3 separate regions of the Mus musculus genome follow, and regions 1 and 3 are each linked to region 2. The links are chromatin contacts, called in public Micro-C and promoter capture Hi-C maps. All regions are on one chromosome and are shown on one strand. Each heading gives the region's core, a stretch centred on a gene start, on an enhancer-like site or on the middle of the called end of the contact. The rest is flanking DNA. Distances are from core to core; before and after follow the strand shown.

What was found. Promoter capture Hi-C pulls out the DNA fragments that hold promoters and counts their contacts. Hi-C and Micro-C count contacts between places; a contact is called where the count stands out from the background.
Region 1: a contact with region 2 is called in a promoter capture Hi-C map of liver. The contact joins the enhancer-like site here to the promoter of Cpne9 in region 2. A contact is called at or near these places in 7 of 39 promoter capture datasets (the 3T3-L1 cell line, the C10 cell line, the HPC-7 cell line and 3 more), 1 of 115 datasets of contacts at active chromatin or transcription factors (pancreatic cancer cells) and 1 of 9 other capture datasets (adipose tissue).
Region 3: a Micro-C map of embryonic stem cells shows a contact between it and region 2, with 1.9 times the contacts expected there. The contact joins the enhancer-like site here to the promoter of Cpne9 in region 2. A contact is called at or near these places in 6 of 39 promoter capture datasets (embryonic stem cells, liver, pre-B cells and 1 more), 1 of 484 Hi-C or Micro-C datasets (embryonic stem cells) and 2 of 115 datasets of contacts at active chromatin or transcription factors (embryonic stem cells and pancreatic cancer cells).

The regions. Positions count from the first base shown.
Region 1 is chr6:113,010,198-113,014,423 of GRCm38.p6, reverse strand. No RefSeq gene overlaps it. Among named protein-coding and RNA genes, the nearest start is that of Gm43868, 34 kb to the left of the region's middle. Within about 2 kb of position 1,858, at least 140 of the 459 cell types and tissues checked have an H3K27ac peak or open chromatin away from gene starts, as enhancers often do. A contact at or near this core is called in adipose tissue and liver, where this site is marked.
Region 2 is chr6:113,280,470-113,284,416 of GRCm38.p6, reverse strand. Cpne9 (copine family member IX) reads right to left here and starts at 2,110. Exons shown (of 21, transcript NM_170673.3): 1 at 1,876-2,110; 2 at 1,330-1,370; 3 at 1,175-1,221; 4 at 964-1,067; 5 at 435-471; 6 at 210-212; 7 at 1-32. The coding sequence starts at 1,943. Mtmr14 (myotubularin related protein 14) reads right to left here. Exons shown (of 19, transcript NM_026849.2): 19 at 3,025-3,814. The coding sequence ends at 3,631.
Region 3 is chr6:113,688,635-113,692,605 of GRCm38.p6, reverse strand. It overlaps Irak2 (interleukin-1 receptor-associated kinase 2), which reads right to left. Exons shown (of 13, transcript NM_172161.4): 12 at 1,535-1,823. Among named protein-coding and RNA genes, the nearest start is that of Tatdn2, 6.4 kb to the left of the region's middle. Within about 2 kb of position 1,950, at least 224 of the 459 cell types and tissues checked have an H3K27ac peak or open chromatin away from gene starts, as enhancers often do. A contact at or near this core is called in embryonic stem cells, liver and pancreatic cancer cells, where this site is marked.

The DNA of each region.
Region 1 (4,226 bases), core at 609-3,108, 270 kb after region 2:
ACACACAAAGATAATGACGTTGACAGTGTGATAAGAGCAAGGACCTTGAAGGGGCGAGGAGATTCTCTCTCAGACCAGCAAAGGGTCTCCTGTTTGGGGCAGGAAATGAGTAGAGATGGAGATGAGAAGATAAGGCCTGATCAAAGTAGAGACACAGCCGGACACAGAGAGCAGGAACCCTCGCTTTGTTCTCCAGTCAGAGTCCTATGAACACAAAGGACACACTAGCAGATTGGGGGTTCCCAGTATGGCCTAGATTTTACTCTTCTGAAGGTGGTGGGACCTGGGAGAACAGAGCTGATAAACGAGCCAGGCTAAAGCCTCGATCGCCAGCTTTATTCAGAGCATCAGCCAGTTTATACTCTGAGGTTTAAGAGGAGTCACATGAGTAAAGTGTCCAATCACAGGGGCAAGCCGCAAACGGCAAAAACATGCTTTCCCATAGAGGCATATAAGCAAATAACAATGGCTAATTATAATGAAGAATCTGAAGGAAACTCACTCCTATCTGCTACTCCTAGGAGGAGCACAGAAATAAATCTGCGTTTTAAAGACGCTGAAGTTACAAGACTCAGAATTCTCATATGGCTCCACCCCTGGACCGTGTTCCAACACCTTAGAAAGGGTGCTGGACTGGAAGGAATCAGGCAGCCTTGGGGGTGAGGCCTGTGCCAGTGGTGATTGATGGTGCCTGCCTATGAACCAGATAAGGTGATTATAATTTCAGCTGCCTAGTACAGTGGGTAGACTGTAGGAGGGATCAGGATGTACCACTTCCAGCTTCCGTGGCTTTCCATAAGGACCAGAGCTTAGAGGTGTTCCTTACCTTGGTGACATGTTTGCTGTCTTGTTTGGATAAGGGCTAGAAATGGATTTGCACAACTGCTTTGTTCTCTAGTCAAATTTGATTACATCAAACCTGTATGAGATGGAACATCATGACCCGTGACCATATACAGCACTAGCTTGTGTCTGTAGCTGGGCACCACGATGTGTTTACTGACTCTGAGTAAGATGTTTTTGAACCTTTGATTCAGTCTCATGTCTTGCTTGATGCTGAGGCTTGGGGTAGCCCTCTCTGCCTCAGAGGCCTTTACTATGTAGTCCCCACAGACACAGAAATGCACATTCTCAGGCCTCCACCTCAAAATTATTGAACCACAGTCTATCAGAGCGTCCCCAAACATGGCGCAGTGTGAGAACCACCACTGCACACCATTTTGATTTTCTTATTTACACCTCAGTCTCTCAGTTCCCTCTGTACATTTGACGTGTGACTGGCTTCTGCTTGGAGGCATCTGCACGTTAGAAGCCCCTCCTAGGAAGCCAGGTAGTTTGTTTCCCTCCAGAAGTTTCCTTGCAGCGATTCCAATTGTATTTCGCTTCACTTAGGCTCCAGTTTCTGAAAGGAAACTGGGGGGTGAGAAACAGACCCTTTAGTAAGTAAATTTGGAAAAGGAATTCATTACAGGCCAACATGATCTTAAAGCTTTATATACTTCATCTCTGGGAGCCTGTAAGCCTCGTGTAGCCTGCCTGGCACATCTCCTTAGGGAAATGTGTGGCCAAAACCTCTCTCCCGTTTCTGGGTCAGGAAGTGATAGCACACAGATGGAATTTACAATGGGACCAAGCCAGTGGCCCCATCAAGGCTGCTCAGAAAAAGCCCTTTTCATGGGCTCATTCAACTATAATGAGCGTTCCCCAGCCTCTCAGAAGGGCTGCTTCTGGCTGGCCCCTTTTCTTTTTCCTCGACTGCTTTCACTTTTTCATGGAGGACTGCCCCTCAAGGTCCACTGGGATTGCTATGAGCCTTGATTTGGCAGGAGAGAGGAAGAAGGAAGTACACAGTGGCCTACAAAATTCAATTACGCCGCCTCCCTGGCCCCTTGCCTCAAAGAATAGACCTTTGTGCTCTGAAAGGCAGGGGAGTCCCAGTTTCTCAGGCCAAAAAAAAAAAAAAAAAAAAAAAAGCCAAAACAAAACAAGCTTTCTGCAGCCTTCTCTCTTCCTTAAGACGCTGAGTGGGGTAGTAAAGAGGTAGTGAAGAGGCGGAACAAGGATGGAATCAAAAGGATGGAATCAATTGCTTGCAAGGCAGGCTTTGAAACAAATGTATCTGATGCATTCCTTCAGAAGAACAAAAGTATCGGTTTGACTTTAAAATCCAACTTCTAAAACTATAGGGAAAATTACCACACATTAAAAAAGAAAAGAAATACCACCACCACCCCCCCCAAAACCCAAAACCCAACAACAACAATGCAACAACCAAAACAACCAACCAACAAAGCAACCAACCCAGCTTTTGGCTGTAGCTGGTGACCCACTTTTGTGAGATATGTGACAGTGCAGAACTGCATTACACAAAGAGGAATTTGACCTTGGGAGTCTGTTGAGACGGCTTTTTGATAATAGACACAATTTAAGCCATTCATTTCTGTTTTCCTTTCTCCAATCTGTGTTTGATTGTTATTGACTGACAATACATAGAGGCTTTTTTTTTTAAAGAACAATTTCTCACTGTTCAGCTGTGATTATTGACATAAGACCAGTATAAGGTGGGGCCTACCAACATGCTCTCATGGAGAGGGGAGAGACTCAGGAGGCCCATCAGGCAGTTCATGGTTGCTGGGGGGTACAGAGGCATTTTCTTCAGTGCATAACCACTGGTAAGATGCTCATGTGCTCATGAGCTGTAAACAATCCTTCATCCATATTGCTGTAATTATGCGAGCCTGATTGATTGAACATACTGGGGTTCTGCCCCACCCCCACATCGAAGCAGAAGAGGGACTGTAAGCTTTGGGCTACAGGAAAGAGGAAGGGGATCCATGAGAAGGGGACAAGAGAGGGTGATGGAGGTGACTGTGATCAAAACACATTATGAACATGGATGAAGATGTCAGAATGAAACCCATTGTTATGTACAGCACATGTATGTTAATGAGGCCAGGGAGGGGCAGCAAGATGGCTCAGTGGGTAGAGGAGCCGCTAAGCCTGACTCCTGAGTGTGATGCCTGGGTTCCACCTGAAGAAGAGAACCTATTCCTACAAGTTGTCCTCTGACCTCACATGCACTTTGGCATGACTTATTATTATTATTTATTATTATAGTATTATTATAGTATTACAAGTTATTGATAGTGGGAGTTATCTTTAAAAGGGAATCTCGTGTTTCTCTCAAAAGCAAAGCATTTTCAAGGGATACACTTTTATGAATGGAGTTCAGCCATGGCTACCTCAGAAAATAAACCATCTGTCTATCAATAGAAAGTACAAGTTAAGGGGCACACATTCCAACTTTCTTCTTAGACAGCTAAGCTGCTGGTGACCCGTCTTCTCTGCTCCTCAGTTCACTTCTTGACAGCCAAGACTCAAACCTCAATGCTCACAGCTGCTTTTAGCACCCTGCCCTGGTGTCTGGCTCAGTAAAGTTTGTCAAATGAATGGAGGGAGGTCTGGACACTTGGCTAGACACACAGGTGTCAAAACTTTAATACAGCTAACAGTCCACTTCTCAGAGCAATTCTGGAACACAGTGACTTGTGATCTTTTAATATAACATCAGTAAGAAAGCCACCATCGCTGCTATGATTGAAATAATCTATCTAAAACTCAAGTTTTAGAGATGCCTCAGTGGTTAAAAGCATTGGCTGCTCTTTCAGAGGACCAAGATTCAGGCTCCCTGACCCCGAATAGCTGCTCACAACCATGCATAACTCTAGTTCTTAGGGATCCAATGACTTCTGACCTCTATGGGCATTGCACACATATGGTGTACAGACATATATGCAGGCAAAACACCCATACACATAAAATAAAGTCAGATCATTTCAAGAATCAGTGGTGGGACCTTTAAGAAGTGATTAGGAAATGAACGCCCATGAATGGATGAATGTAAGAGTATGTCCAGCTTCCTGTGTCCTCTCTCTCTCCCTCCGTTGCCATGCAATGTCTTCTGCCAAGTTATGACCCCAGCAGCTTTCTTGGGATGCAACCCTTTATCGTGGTCTTTTTAGTCTGGAACCCTGAGGCAAATGAGCTTCCACTGTTAATAAATTACTCAGTCTGTAACATTGTTTCAACAGCTTAAAACAGACTAAGATAAAGATCTCCTCTGCTGAGGATCCTCCACTACTCACCAACTATAGGGTTTGGGGTGTTCTGTAACCCATTCAACACCCCAAACATTACCCTGCCCCAACTGCATTCTCCTCCCATAC
Region 2 (3,947 bases), core at 861-3,360:
CCCAGGGCCAGGAATGCTTGTCCCAGGAAATCCTGTGCCAAGACAGGGAGTCAGCGAGTCCAGGAGGGGCAAGGAGTCCCAAGCCTACCCTGGTGAAGCTGCTGCTTTTGACCAAGTTAACTCCGAAGTGTAAATGACAGCCCCACGTGTTTTGTTTCTTGAGCATCTCCCAACCAAACTCTTTCCGGTGCAGTCTACTGCAGCCTCACCTTCTGCAGGTCCCGGGAGGCAGGCAGGGAAGGAAGAAAGGAAGCGAATAAGGCCAGAGCAGGCAGGGGAAGGAATTGGGGTGGGGGCTGGTAGGCCAGAGGGGCCAGGATCTAAGAAGGGCTGGTGGGTGCGTGAGGGGTGGGGAGGGAGGAGGTGTTTAGGGAAGTCCTTTGACAGGTTAGCCTCTATGTGCCCAAGCAACCTGCCAGCGACGGCTGGCTTACCGGTTTGGAGATATTGGCTTTAGAGTCGACGTTGTACCTGGGAAGAGAGTGGAACCAGTGTGGGGTGGGACTGGGTGGGAGAAAGTCTGGAAGAGGTTAGGTTTAGTCTTGGTTAAGATTGTAGGTAGAGAGAGGGGTAGTGGACACCAACTCAACTTGGGTGTGGTTTGGGACGTGTGTGCCAGGGGAGAGGGTCATGCGTAAGGTGAAGCCCAGGAGGAGGCTTGATGGGAATGGAGTAGCATGGGAGGGCGCCTGAGGCCAAGGTGGAGCTAAATTAGAAGGCAGGGTTGTGGGCAGGGCCTGGTTTGGGGAGGGAACTGGATGGATTCTGCATAAGGAGGCGCCAACTTGGGTGTGGGGGGCGGGGTTAAGAACAGTGAAGCCTTAGAAGGACCTGGGCTAGGGGGAGGAGCCAGGTAGCAAGGTGAAGTGGGGGCGAGACCAGGCAGAATTCTGGCTGATCCAGGTTGGGGGGTGGTGGTGGAGGGGGGTGGAGGGTAAGACAGGATTCTAGGAGGAGCCTCACACATCGAAGCGGAGATTTTGCTTTTCCTCAAAGAAATAGTCGAGAACGAATTTGCGCACGAAGTCTGGATTCAGTGTGTTGTCAATCACCTCGGTTCGTCCGAACTGGGCAGCAGGGAGGGGTGGGAGGACGGAGCATGAACGCAAGGCGTGCAGTCGGGCTAGAGGTTCCCGGGAGCGGCCCTGAGCTGGGCTGGGGCTCGGGGACTCACCTCCCGCCACTCCTGGCTGGCCCGGCTCTGCGTGTGAAGCACCACCACTGCGGGTGAGGGCAGGGGAGGGGAGCTCGTCAGGTCGGCCCGCACCCCTCACCGCCCCACCCGCTCCTACACCCCGGGTTCCTCCTCCAGGCCCTGGAGCTGCTTACTGGGGTCCGACTTGGAGAATGTATCCAGGTCTAGCAGATTCCTAGAGAAAAGCATCAAACAGATGGACAGAGGGCTAGCTCATTCTGGCGCTCACCACCTTGACACAGTCCTGAACTGACTGGGCACCTGGAGGAGACGTGGGGTGCAAATTGTATTCCCTCCTTATTACTATTCCCAGTGACTGTTGGGGTCCACACTGCCAACATTCAGGACAACATCAGACATCTCTGACAAATGGCTCTATATGTGCCCGCACTGTCTCCAAGGGTCCAGGACTACGGCTCGCCCCAGAACTTTGGTCCCTTGTGGCCCAGCTCTTCAGCGATTCCCATAGCCCACCTTTTGAGCCGGTAGGCTTGGGTGGGGCTGCCCAGGGAGACCCCCTTTTTCATCCTGCCAGTGACTCCAGCCTTCAGCCTCAGTTCTCTGTTGCTCGCTCCTGGTCGTCCCCTCTGTGGTCTAGCCCCCTGCCCACACTGAACCCGCAGCTGCGGTAGGCTGGGGAATTGCCAGTACTTAAACCCTCCCCAGCGCGGCCCGCTCACCGGCACGACACAGTAATTTCAATCTTGGTGGCCGGGACGCTACGCTCCGAGGCTCCGCTGAGAGACATGACTGGTCCAATGGCCAAAGCCGCGTAGGGGCTGCGAGACCCCGGGTGCCGAAGCTAGGGGCGGTGGCGAGGCCGGCCCATGTGCGGAGGCAGCGGCTCTCTCCAGCCTTGTGTGCGCTCCGCTGCTCGCGCCCTGACAGTGGCCACCAGCAGCAGCGGCTCCAGATGGCAGCACAGCCCCGCCCGGCCCTGCAGGCGGCCCCCGCCCCATTGGAGCAGCCTGGAGCTAGTCGGGGAAACTCACTCAAACCCCAACTCTGGCCCACACATCCTCTGGAAACACCAGAGCAATGAAAACCTTAGAACTATCCATGGTCCTGAAATATTGGGCTGGCAGGTGGGAGTTGGTAGCCAATTCTGAGCAGCGCTCATCTTTCCCGACCCATCTTGATCTCTGGATATGAAGTTACATTTCCCCCTTAATATTTGTGTGGCCTTGAGCAAGTTACTCAATATTAGTGGTTATGGCCCTAGTGGCAGCTACTGGCATACTTTAAGATAGGCTTAGTGACCTCTGGGTATTCACATTGATGGCCTATTAGGTCAGGGCTCTGGGGAACAGTTCATTGGCACAGCACCTGGTCTACTATATGCAAAGGCCTAGGGCCCATCCTCAGTACAGGGTGCGAGAGGAGGATCAATGAATGGTGAAGAGCTCTGAATCAAGCAGCCCCCTCCCTGTGCCGTGTCCACTGCTGCCTCCACAGCCCAGAAGCCTGCCCCTCTATTGGCTCAGGTCTCCTATCCCAGAGCACTGTCGCTTCAGGGTTTAACTAAAGATGAAAGCCGCCGGGCGTGGTGTTGCACGCCTTTAATCCCAGCACTTGGGAGGCAGAGGCAGGCGGATTTCTGAGATTGAGGCCAGCCTGATCTACAGAGTGAGTTCCAGGACAGCCAGGGCTACACAGAGAAACCCTTCTCGAAGAAAAAAAAAGCAAGCCAGTGAGGATATGCAGAACTTGCACAGAACAGGTAGTTGTGGTCGAACCCACTCAGCTGCTGACCTCTCCTTCCAACCCAGTCTCACGGGTTTATATGCCACTCCTCGTGGCTTACGCTGACTGATGGGGACTGAGAATTTGACTTGGTGGTAGAGCATTTATTTGCTTATAAACACAAGCCCGGGTTTCTTTCCCCAGCAAAGAAGGAACAGAGATAAATCCTACTTCGTAACTCCCCCAAACTCCAACCCTTCATTCAGCACGAGGCCAGGCAGTGAAGATTCCGAGCAGCTCAACGACGGTCACAACCGGATGAAATGCTAATGAAAAGCCATTCAAAAAACTTGCTTTTATTTTGTGATTAGTGTGAAATTGCCTCATTTTCAGTGCAGGTGATTCTCCTTCCCAGGAAACAAAAATTGCAGAATGGGGTTTTGCTGACATTATAATCTCCATGAGGCCCTGGGAACGCCCCTGTACCCTCCAACACAATTCTGAGAGTTGACAGTAATCTGAACACCAGGGTCAGTGGAAGGCAGTGAGTGGCGAGAGTGGTCACCAGTCAGGAGGTTGGGAGGTAGAAAGTCCCATCCTCAGGCCTGCTCAGGTTTGGGGCTGCCATGTGTGCAACAGAGAAGGGGGATGGGAAATTTCCCCTGCTCTCCAGGGCCCCTTTTGCCAGGCCTGGCCTGATTCCACAGGGCTCAGCTGAGACAGGGGCGGGAAATGGCTGTGGGCTGTCAGCTTCACAAGGTGCTGGTGCTTGTGCCCCGGAGCCCAACACCACGGGCAAACTGTTCTAGCAGGCCCCCGATGGCACCAGAGGGACTGGGGGTTGCTGCTCGAAGTCCCACTGTGCTGCTGTATGCAGCCAAGAAGGCAGACCGCACCTCCTGCAGCCTTGTCTCCCGGTCACTCAGAGCTGTAAGTCTGTAGGGAAGGACGAGAGATGATGTATTACCATAGGACAAGATCCAGCATCATCCCAAGTGGCCTATCCTTGAATTTTCAACTGCTTGAAGTCAGCATCTAGCATGTGGTCCAGACTCCAAATATATGGATG
Region 3 (3,971 bases), core at 701-3,200, 410 kb before region 2:
GGCCTCAACTTTTATTTCACTAGGAAGCCTGGCATATTTGGACCCAAGTGCCAGTGATGGAGGGTGTCTTTAGAAGTTATTGGCAAGGAAAAAGAGGCAGGCAAGAGGGACCACACAAGGTCCTGCTGGGCCCAGAGAAGTGGTTTTAAGTACAACAGGTATGTGCCAAGCAGTGTGTTTTTATAACCCACTCTAGAAGGGCATAGTGGCACATATACCTGCAATCCCAAAATAAATAGACAAGGGTTCACGAGATAGCCCAGGTGAAACTCTGTCTCAAACTATTTAATTATTTTTTTCCTTTGCTGTGTGTATATGTGTGCATGCACACATATACCTACGTGGGCATGTGCATACATGACAAGGTGTGTTTGTAGAAGTCAGGGCATCAATCTTCTCCTTTTACCGTATGATAAACCAGGTTCATACATAGTCAGGTTGTCAGGCTTTGATGTCAGCACCTTTAACCTGCTGGCCATTTTACCAGTCATGTGAGCCCAGCACCTGGGAGGTGAAGGCAGGAGGATCAGGAGTTCAAGGGCATCCTCAGCTATATAGGAAGGTCCATATTATTTTAGGCTACACGAGACACATGATCTCTCAAAATTAAAAAAAAAAATAGATTACTTATATATATATAGAAGTATTATATATTATATATCCTATATTATGTGTGTAAATAATATATAATATTATATATATATATATACATACATACATATATGTATACACACACACACACACAAAATGAGGCCCTACATCCAGTCCAGTACTGCAAAAATGCATCAAAAAAATTAAAATCTGGGGACTGGAAAGATGGCTTAGTAGTTAAGAACATTTACTGCTTGGTCGTCCAAAGAACTCAGGTTCGATTCCCAGCACCCACATGTTAGCTCACAATCATCTGCAACTCCAGTTTCAGGCTGTCTTGCCTCTTCAGGTACTGTGCATATGCATTCCACAGATATACACAGAGACAGAACACCCATACACATAAAATCAGATTTTAAACTTAAAAAAATTCAGTAAATATCACTCTCTCTCTGGATCCTGGAAGAAGAAGTAGTGAGAGCGGGGCGTAGTGGCGCACACCTTTAATCCCAGCACTTGGGAGGCAGAAACAGGCGGATTTCTGAGTTCGAGGCCAGCCTGGTCTACAAAGTGAGTTCCAGGACAGCCAGGGCTATACAGAGAAACCCTGTCTTGAAAAACCAAAATAAAATAAAAAAAAAGAAGTAGTGAGCCAGAGACATGCGTGGAACAAAGCTGAGGACCGCCACACAGCTGTCCTAGCAAATGGGAAGTAGGTATGACCAAGGCGCAGTACAAAGATGGAGGTGTGAAAGTCTAAGAGGCAGGAGAGTGGTCGGAAACAATAGTCACTGGTGTGCTGAACTTCCTCTCTGTGTGTCCACTGTGCAGTGAATGCCTGAATTACTAACAAAAACCATGAATTAGGAAAAGAGAGGAGGGATGGCCTAAGTTAGGGTCACAGGAGTGATTCAGCATGGGCACCTCACCCTCCCAAGCTTACCGTTCTGGGGTGTCTGTGGGCCTGTGCAAGCCTCTGACGAGGAGTCAGCCTCCTGTCTCCCACTGGTGGATGGCTGTGCTGCTCCATGTCCCGTGAAGAGTGGAGAGGAGGCAGCCCCTGGGCACGATGCCATCATAACCAAAGAAGGGACGCTGAGGCTGGAATTGTCAACGTCATCTGTTTCCTCCGGGGTATTGGAAGATGAGCCTGTGGCCTCAGAAACCCTGCTCCAGGGAAGGGACAGCTGCCCTCGGAGTTGCTCCTCCACCCCGGCCAGGGAGACTCGTGCCTTGGAGGAGGAGACAGACAAGCAGCCGTATCAGTCGCTGACACTAAAGCTGAAGGGGCTCTAGCAGAGATAAGCACGCAAGGCAAACCCAGCCCCTCCCCCCAGCAGAGCAAACACTGCAGACAGGTTTTGACCTTTTACCCCGGTTTCCTCTCTCTTGCTTAACAACCATTACATTCCTAAAGCTGGCCCTCAAGCTATTCCCTTATTTGGTCACTGATTCATTCCTAAGACAAAACACCAAAGTCCAACTATCAAAACTCATTTTGTGGCTAATATGCTCAGTCAGGATATACCAACCCACCCTAGCAGACACATTTCCCCCCTCCCTCCACACACATCCCTTAAACCCCCCACTCCCACAGAAACACCCTCTCTTGCTTCTCTTGTCTGCTTGTTTTTCTTTCTGTTGCTGCTGCTGCTACTTTTATAACCTCTCCCACCCCTCACCCCCTGCTTGCTGGTCTGGGGAAATAAATCTCATTTGTGCTGAGTGCTTGGTCTGGGAATGTCTTGCGTCCATGCCGGTCCTTTCAAAGGCCGAAGGCCATCACATGGTCTCCTGGGAATTATAATCAAATGCCTGCTGCAGATGAATGTGTGAGCCCAGGCGGTCCAATCACTGCACCCCAGACTTCTGATGGCAAAGACTGGGCCAGGTGTGGGCAAGTGTCTGTGACCTTGAGTTGATTGCAGAGCCTTGGGGGCGGGGGTACCAGGCAAACGTGCTACATGGAGCTACATTGGGACCTTCTCCCTTGTCTCACGTCTGAGCTAGGAGCTCCTTACACTGCATCCAGGCTTTGAACTCACTCCGTAGCCCGAGCTGGCCTTAAGCAGCGGCTTCAGCTGCTGGGTCAGCATCCCAGGCCACTGACCTGCTCGCCATACATACTGCTCACCCTGAATAAGAACATTTCAATTCCTCTGTGCCTTGCAAAACAACTCAGTGTATGGGCTGGTGAGATAGCACAGTAGGTAAAGGTGCTTGCTGCCAAGACTGACAATCTGAGTTCCAGGACCCATAGGGTAGAAGGAGAAGTTATTCTTTGACCTTGACATCTGTGTCATGGCATATGTACATGTACACATATATGTACACAAGGATACATACATACACACACACACACATTCTACTTCTGAATTTAATTTTAAAATCCCATATGAATTCATTTATTTTGCACACAATCACAATAATTCTTTTTCTTTCTTTCTTTCCTTTTTTTTTTTTTAATAGTATCTTCCTACAGAGTCCTGGCTGTCTGAAATTCACTCTGTAGACAAGGCTGGCTTTGAACCCACAGACATCTGCCTGCCTCTGCCTCCCAAGTGCTGATAGATTAAAGCAGTGTGCCACCACACCCAGCTGCTGTGGACTTTTTTTTATAAATATAAAAGTATCAGAGTCTAATGGGATAAAAGAAGCCTATAATCCTAGAATTTGAGAAGCGGGTGCAGCTTCAGGAATTCATAGCCACCATGCTAAGTATGAAGTTCAAAGCCAGCCAAGAGCTATCATCTGAAAAATAGACAAGCAGGTGTCGGCTCACACTCATAATACCAGAACCTAGGAGATGGAGGCAGGAGAACTGCCTCAAGTTCAAGGCCACCATGAGCTACAGTGTGAGATCCTGTTAAAAGATAAAAGTTGAAGCAGGGAGAGGCAAGATGAGTCCACCCTAGAAAGGTGCATCCTGCTGAGCCTAGGGAGCTAGGTTCCATCCACAGAATGCACACGGTGGAAGGAAAGAACTGACTCTCACAAGTCCCTGTGGAACTTCCATGTACAAGAACACACACAATACACAAAAACTAAATAAGCCGGTGCACGGCAGAGCAGCCCAGTGGATAGATCTGAAAGAGTTTGCAGGCCATGGATCTTTCAAGCCTGATTGTACTACACTGTGGTTAGTACTCTCTTCTCCTCCTCCTCCTCCTCCTCCTCCTCCTCCTCCTCCTCCTCCTCCTCCTCCTCCTTCTTCTCCTTCTCCTCCTCCTCCCCCTCCTACTCCCCGTCTTCCTCCTCCTCTTCTTTCTCTTCCTCTTCCTCCTCCTCTCCCTCCTCCTCTTCATCCTCCTCCTCTCCCTCCTCCTCCTCTCCATCCTCCTACTCTCCATCCTCCTCCTTCTCCTCTTCTTCCTCCTTCT